Regions from separate parts of the Mus musculus genome. Here region 2 is linked to region 1. Evidence: chromatin contacts called from public promoter capture Hi-C data. All regions are on one chromosome and are shown on one strand. Each heading gives the region's core, a stretch centred on a gene start, on an enhancer-like site or on the middle of the called end of the contact. The rest is flanking DNA. Distances are from core to core; before and after follow the strand shown.

Evidence for each region. Capture Hi-C pulls out chosen DNA fragments and counts their contacts.
Region 2: a contact with region 1 is called in a promoter capture Hi-C map of liver. The contact joins the promoter of Narf here to the promoter of Slc38a10 in region 1. A contact is called at or near these places in 2 of 39 promoter capture datasets (the SN4741 cell line and erythroid cells) and 1 of 9 other capture datasets (liver).

Annotation. Positions count from the first base shown.
Region 1 is chr11:120,149,415-120,152,822 of GRCm38.p6, reverse strand. Slc38a10 (solute carrier family 38, member 10) reads left to right here and starts at 1,472. Exons shown (of 17, transcript NM_024249.5): 1 at 1,472-1,843. The coding sequence starts at 1,745. Gm11769 (a long non-coding RNA gene) reads right to left here and starts at 2,416. Exons shown (of 3, transcript XR_389232.4): 1 at 2,109-2,416; 2 at 1,425-1,985; 3 at 102-1,044.
Region 2 is chr11:121,235,552-121,238,975 of GRCm38.p6, reverse strand. Narf (nuclear prelamin A recognition factor) reads right to left here and starts at 1,740. Exons shown (of 11, transcript NM_026272.3): 1 at 1,625-1,740; 2 at 459-557. The coding sequence starts at 1,651.

The DNA.
Region 1 (3,408 bases), core at 223-2,722:
AGGGATGAACATCAGATACATGAATATGGAAACACAGAAACGGGTCAGATAGATTGTGGACAATGACTTCACTTACAAACGATGAATACAGACACTTAGTATTTTGGTTTTTTCTTTTTAAAGATTTATTTATTTAATGTATATGAGTACACAGTTGCTGTCTTCAGACACACCAGAAGAGGGCATTGGATCCCATTATGATGTGGTTGCTGGGAACTGAACTCAGGACTTCTGGAAGAGCAGTCAGTGCTCTTAACCACTGAGCCATCTCTCCAACCCTATTCTGGCTTTGTATTCAATTACTCCTTTTTTTTTTTTTTTGTTCGAGACAGGGTTTCTCCACGTAGCCATGGCTGTCCTGGAACTCACTTATGTAGACCAGGCTGTCCTCAAACTCAAGAGAGCTGCTTGTCTCTGCCTCCTGAACGCTGGGATTAATGGCTCATGCCACCAATTGCTCTTTCTAGCTTTTCCTTTCTCTCTCTCTCTCTCTCTCTCTCTCTCTCTCTCTCTCTCTCTCTCTCTCTCTCATCTCTAGAAGCTGCTCTGCCTGATGCTGGAAGAATTTGTCCCTTGTCTGAGATCTTGCATGGGCCTCAAATTGTTTTCTAGGAGAGCCTCTTTAGGCAGCTTGAAGTTCCTCCTTGCATGCACAGCTCTGGCCTCCTGGAATCATTGTGGGGTCTTTCTTGGACCTCAGGTCCCTAGGCCTTCATTCACCACAGACACCACCATAAAGAACACTGCCAGGTGCCAGTAATCCACTTAGGTGTTGGAGCGTTCTCTTTTCTCTAGTCTCTTTAATGTCCATTACTCCAGGAAGAATTCTCATTAGTCCTTCCAGTACAGAAGCCACCATCTCTTGAAATCCTAGATTTCCCTAGTCTCTCCTTTTTACCTTTCCTCTGGTTTTCTTTCATATTAGGGCAGTAGACCATTTTCACCCACTTAGCGTATCAAACAGACACATCTCCATGCTCCCTCCTCCAGGCTGTTGTGACTTTGCTGAGTCTCTGAACCTCCCGGTGTCCCGATGATTTTTATCTGTAAAACGTTAAGTGCTAATTTTGTCCCAATAAGTTGGCATTCAGTCTAGACAGGTCCTCCAATTGTGACCCAAAATCCTTCCTGTGCGCAAGGACCTGAAAATTAACCCTCAAGAGCCCACTCCTCACCTGAAAGGTAGTCCTTCTCTTTCTCTCCTGTTGTTCCACTAGAGGTTGTACCCAGCAAATGACTCTTCTACCAGCGGCCACAGTCACTAGTCTAAGCCTGGAACCCCTAACCCAGATTGTAGCCCCGCCCTGATTCAGACCCCGCCCCACGTCCCGCCGTCCCTCCCCCCACATACTTCTTATTGGCCAGAGTTACGCCTAGCTCCGCCTCTGGGCCCACCCAAACCACGCCTCCTCGGGCATACACACCTACTTCTAGTTGGCTGGCGTCCCGCCTCATCCCGCCCTTTGATACCGTCACTTCCTGGTAGAGTAGGCTCCGAAGGCGGAAGTTTGGGTGCCGGAGGCAGCGAAGCGGAGCTGAGGTGTTGCTAGCGTTGCCTGCGGCGCTTCCGGGTTCCCGCTTCACTCTGGGGAGGCGGAGGCGGGAACCTGGAACCATGGCTATGAGGCTGCTGCGGAGCCTGGCAGGGTCTGGAGGCTGACCTCGCGACGCCTGTCCGCGGCCCCCCCTGCTTCAGGTTTAGGGTTATCTAGGGTCGCTCTGTCCTGGTCCCTAGACCCTCAAAATGACGGCCGCCTCCACCTCCAAGTGGGGGCTGATCACGAACGTGGTGAACAGCATCGTGGGCGTCAGCGTGCTCACCATGCCTTTCTGCTTCAAGCAGGTGAGTCGAGGGCGCGGGGGCATCAGGTTGAAGTGCTCGTTTGGTGGGAAGGGGGTGTGAGCACCGCGGGTCGGGAAGAGACCCAAGCAACGTCCCCGAAGCGAGTCGCGGTCCGGATCTGCGCGCTCAGCGGTTGCTCACACTGTACGGAAAGGCACAGAGAAGGATACGTTAGCGGATTGATAGTGGTTTTGTTGGTCCTGTTTTTGACTCTGACCGACTGCATGGCACGGAAGCATGCCGGTCCTCGGCTTCGGCTACTCACCTTTACTCAAGGCGATTTAAAGCATTCGTTTGGTCTGATCTGTATCATGTGTCACCGCAGTTGGAAAAGCCGGCATACAAAAAAGTTTGGTGTTATTTCTGTGTTGAATGCCACATGAAAAGATGGTCATTTCTACGTGGCTTTGTTGTGTCTGCCAGTGAGTTGCGGAAGCAGATGGAAACGTCAAATTGGGTAATGACTCTCTTAACAAAGGGAGTGGCGGGGTTCCCCGTCGCTCATCCATGCCACGCGGGCTGCTGTCCTGTTCTATTGAAACAGTGGGTTATCAAGGCAGAGACCACTCCTCCTATCTGATGACTCCCAGGAGATGAGGTGGAAGATTAATCCGGGATAGACATTTGGAAGTGAAAATGGGTTGTTGATAATTTAATAGTAGACTAACAACTACTTCGTGTGTTTTGTCGTTCACATCCCAGGCTAAAAATAGAAAACAAGTTTTTTTAATCAATGAGTTTTTGATCCTCAACAACCTATCCTGATTGAGACTGTATCTAGGGTTCCCGGGTAGGGTATTTGATATGGTTAATAGATGTAGACAGGAGGACAGAGCTAGATCCTCTGGGGTGACATCTGTGTTGTGAACCCCAGTGTTGAGTTGTTGGGGGATGGTTTTGGGTGTCTTTGGAGTGCCTACGTGTCCCAGTGTCCATGGAAACTGTCTGTCAGCAGAATTGCATCCTGGGACTTGAGTGTTGGCTGGTTTCGAATCTCCAAGTGAACTCTGTCATCCTTGCTGCCTGTCTGTGAAGTGTGACTGACCCTTTACTGGGGTCTGTCATAGCTGACTGGGAAATTAGCTGTTTGGGCTCAGGTGGTTGAGCAGTCTCTTGTGGAGCCTGGCTGTGCACAGGTGCTAGGCCTCTACCAGAGCAAACGGAGATGATGAGCCCAGTGAAGATCTGCTTGGGGAGAGCTTGGAACCCAGTGCAAGAGAGACCAGAAACAGTCAAACTGTGCCTAAAACCTGTCAGTTCCTATCACTAGATTGTTATCTCCTCCGGAGCCTTGGGGCAAAGCCATGAGTCCAGCAGAGTGGGGAATGTCTTAGTGTTTAGGGGGAGCTAAAAAAAAAAACCAAAAAAAAAACAAACCTTTGGGTTTAGAGCTAGTTTGTTTAGTGATTCCGGCAATTAAAAAGGAGAAACATTTTATTGTATTTAGTGTGTGGAAAACTGCATATATTTTAAATGCACACTTGATGAATTTTCATGAGGTAAAGGAACATATGTACCTTACTGTACACTTGAGGAATTCCATAATGCTGGCACACTTACCAGTT
Region 2 (3,424 bases), core at 491-2,990, 1.1 Mb before region 1:
AGCTCAGCTCCAAATGTGATACAATATGTGATACAATGTGATACAGTATGTACAAACAAGCATCACAACTAGCTGAAACAAGAACTGAACTAAACAAGCAGCTTAGTTAACTTAAACAGCAAGCTTAAAGAATCATGGAACTTGACCCTCAAGTCTGCATGCATTACAGAATGTGAGTTCCTTCCATTTTATAGAATAAGGTTTCAACACTGTACCACAATATTCCTATTTCTCAAGCAGTTCCTGGCCTGGTATGTTTGAGAAGACTCAAGACTGTCCTATACATGGCTCTTCCCACTTTTACTTCAGTCTTTCTTAGAGCAGTGAAGTGCAAGGTAGTATAAGACTGGACAGAAGAAACAACAGTAGCCACTCCACTCACACTCACGTTAGGCTGACACAAACCCGATCCACTCACGCTCACGTTAGGCTGACACAAACCCGAAGCATCTACTTGCCTCTTCACTCTCCTTGGCTGGGCTGGCCCCATCGCTTGGCTGGGCCCCATCACTGGACACATTCTCCTGGTCATCAGTTTTTGATTTTTTACTACATTCCTTTAAAAAAAAAAAAAAGGATGGGGGATGTTAGAAAGGAAAATTATTTTTCTTTTCTCTATTTTTATTTATCTATTTTTTTCCTTTTTAGATCAAGTCTTTCTACATAGTCCTGGCTGTCCTGGAACTCACCATGTAGACCAGGCTGACCTCAAATTCACAGAAAGTCTGCCTCTGCCTCCTGAGTGCTCAGATTAAGATGTGTGCTACCATATTTTTTTTTAATGAGATAGGGTCTTGATAAATTGCACTGTCTAACTTTGAGCTCCTGCCTCAGTCTCTCAAGCACTGGGATCATTGGTGTGTACCACCGAGCTCAGTCAAGAATAATTTAGTGTGATGCCAAAAACCAAAACATATCCTGAGCAGTCGATCTTACTTCTAAGAAACCCTTTCTACAAAATAAAATCATCCATACTTATAGAAGGGTACACATAAACACTCACACCCTCCATTTGTATTGTTTGTAGTAGTAATGAAGAACAGGAAGTGATCTAACGGTAATATATATAAGAACATTTAGATGTGGCTATTACACAAGATTACAGGCGATTCTCTGAAAAAAAAAAAAAACAACGTATGGAGTATTTGGATATGATACAATTCCTGTAAAAAAACAAAAAACCAAACGAGATTCCTGCACATGCATCACGTGTGAAGGCAAGTGAGGCAGCTGTCAGTCACTTCAGCCACCTAGTGGAGCAGGACAGGAGGGCCTGCCTGCCCTTTATTCCTTCTCCACTTCGTTGTATTGAAGTTTGTTGTTGTTTAAGTAGAAGAGCCGCTCAAAGCATCATTTCTAATTACTTTATTAATCGTTCACTTCCACAACAGGGTGCCGGGACTGAGATCAATCCCCGGCCCCAGAACAGTAGCTTCCACGGACAGTCCCGGCGGTGCACTCGCCTGCAGTGGACAACAGCCAGCTCGCCGCCCAGTCCTCTGCAGACAGGTGATGGCTGTCAGAGGCCGACATAACAGAGCAAGGTGCACCCGGCTGAGCCCGACCCTCACCACCGATTCCAGCCTTGGCTTTCGCCCCTAGCCCCGCCGGACGACGCACCCACCTTTCGTGTGCAGTGCTCACACTTCATCTGGAGTGGGACTGGCAGGAGGCCGACGCGCCTAAGCTGTGAGGAGTAAGGAAGACTGGAACACCGCCGCCTGCCGCCCGCTAGCGACCTGCGACCCTTTGTTGTCTTCTTGCACGGAGGCCCCGCCCCAAGGACTGTAGTAGACCAATGAGAGAGCCTAAGCAAGATGAGCCACACCCCTGAGCCAATGAAAAGAGTGCAAGGATGGTATGGCACGCTCACCCCGCCTCCGCCGCTTAAGCCAATGAGAGTGTGAGGAAGTGGCAGGTCCCTCCCAGGAGCCAATCAGAGAACGGGGGTGGAGCTTGTCCCTCGACTAGTAGTTGCCCGGCCGGGACATATCCTCCTGTCAGTTTTTGCCTGGTTAAGGACTAATGGGGAAAGTTGGCAAAGGCGGGCGTATGAGGCAGGAAGAGTGCGCTGACCGAGCGGACGAGGCCGAATCGCGGCGACCTCAGAGCGCCTTGCTCAGTGGCCGCGGCCTGGCCCGCTCAATCAAGTTAGCGTCGTAAGTTCTGCTCTACTGCGTCTCCTGGAGGGCGGAGCCGGCGCCGCCCTCTACCGCCGCCATGACCAGCCAGCGAAGCCTCACGTAGGCCGGTGCGGCACAAGTGCACATGCGCAGCAGGCTTGCTTTGCTTTATGGGCAATGCTGCTGAGTCTGGCGTGTAGATTCAAAGTAGGCTGACCTTGAATCTTGGCGAGTTAGCGCATGCCTTTAGTCCCAGAACCCAGGAGACAGAGCAAGGCAGATCTCTGAGTTCCAGGACGGCCAGTACTACACATGTACCTGTCTACAAACAAAATGACAGGTAGGATGAGCAGGCCTATTGGCAATTACCCAACACTCAGGAGGCTGAGGCAGGAAAATGATAAAATTAAAGCCAACACTGCCCTATACTGCTACACAGTGAGACCTGTCTCCAAGGCAGATTAAATGCATTATTCTTTTGTTGTGTTCCAATCCCCTGGGAAAGACCAAAGACAGACTCAATTCAAATTTAAATTAAATAAGTGCATTCTTACTCCTACCTGAAGGACAGCGGCTTTAGAGCCAAACAGCATGCTGGAAGAAGGCTAAAGGAAAGCTTTATAAAGTAGATATCATAGCTGCACACCACCTACAGAATAGGGCAAGTTACATAATATACAAAAGATGTACCTTATCTATGGAATCCACAGCTGGGCAAGAGAATCGTCCTGTGTAATAATGTACATATAACTCCCCTGGGACAGCTAAAGAAACTTACTATAGTACCAGGCATCCCTTAAAGGCCACTGACCTTTGACCTGGAATGTCAATAATAGAATGAGATTATAGGATAATGGTTTACCGAGGGAAGTGTCTCTAATAACTGAGAGCAGCCTGTTTCTGGACCAGCAGTAACAGTGCCCCCAAGTTACAGCTGGCTGTCACATCCCCAGCCCTAAATTCTCTGAATTAGCTTGTTAAATGGAGTTTGTTTTTCAGTGCCTTCTAAAAGCTGAGTTTAAACATATCATTAGAAATATAAGGGGGCTAGGGAGATGATGGCTAAGAGCACTGCCTTTCTTTCAGAGGATCAAAGTTGGTTCTTAGCACCTGTGACTGACTGGCTAGAAACTTCCCGGGCTCCAACTCGAGGGATCTAGCGCCTCTTCTGGCCACCGGAGGCAACAGACACACAGTGCATTTGCTCACATGCTGCCAAAACGCTCATAAAACAAAAAGAAATATGAATTTAGGGCCCAGTGAAACGGTTTAGTAGGTAAAGCAAGGTAAACCCCTGCAAG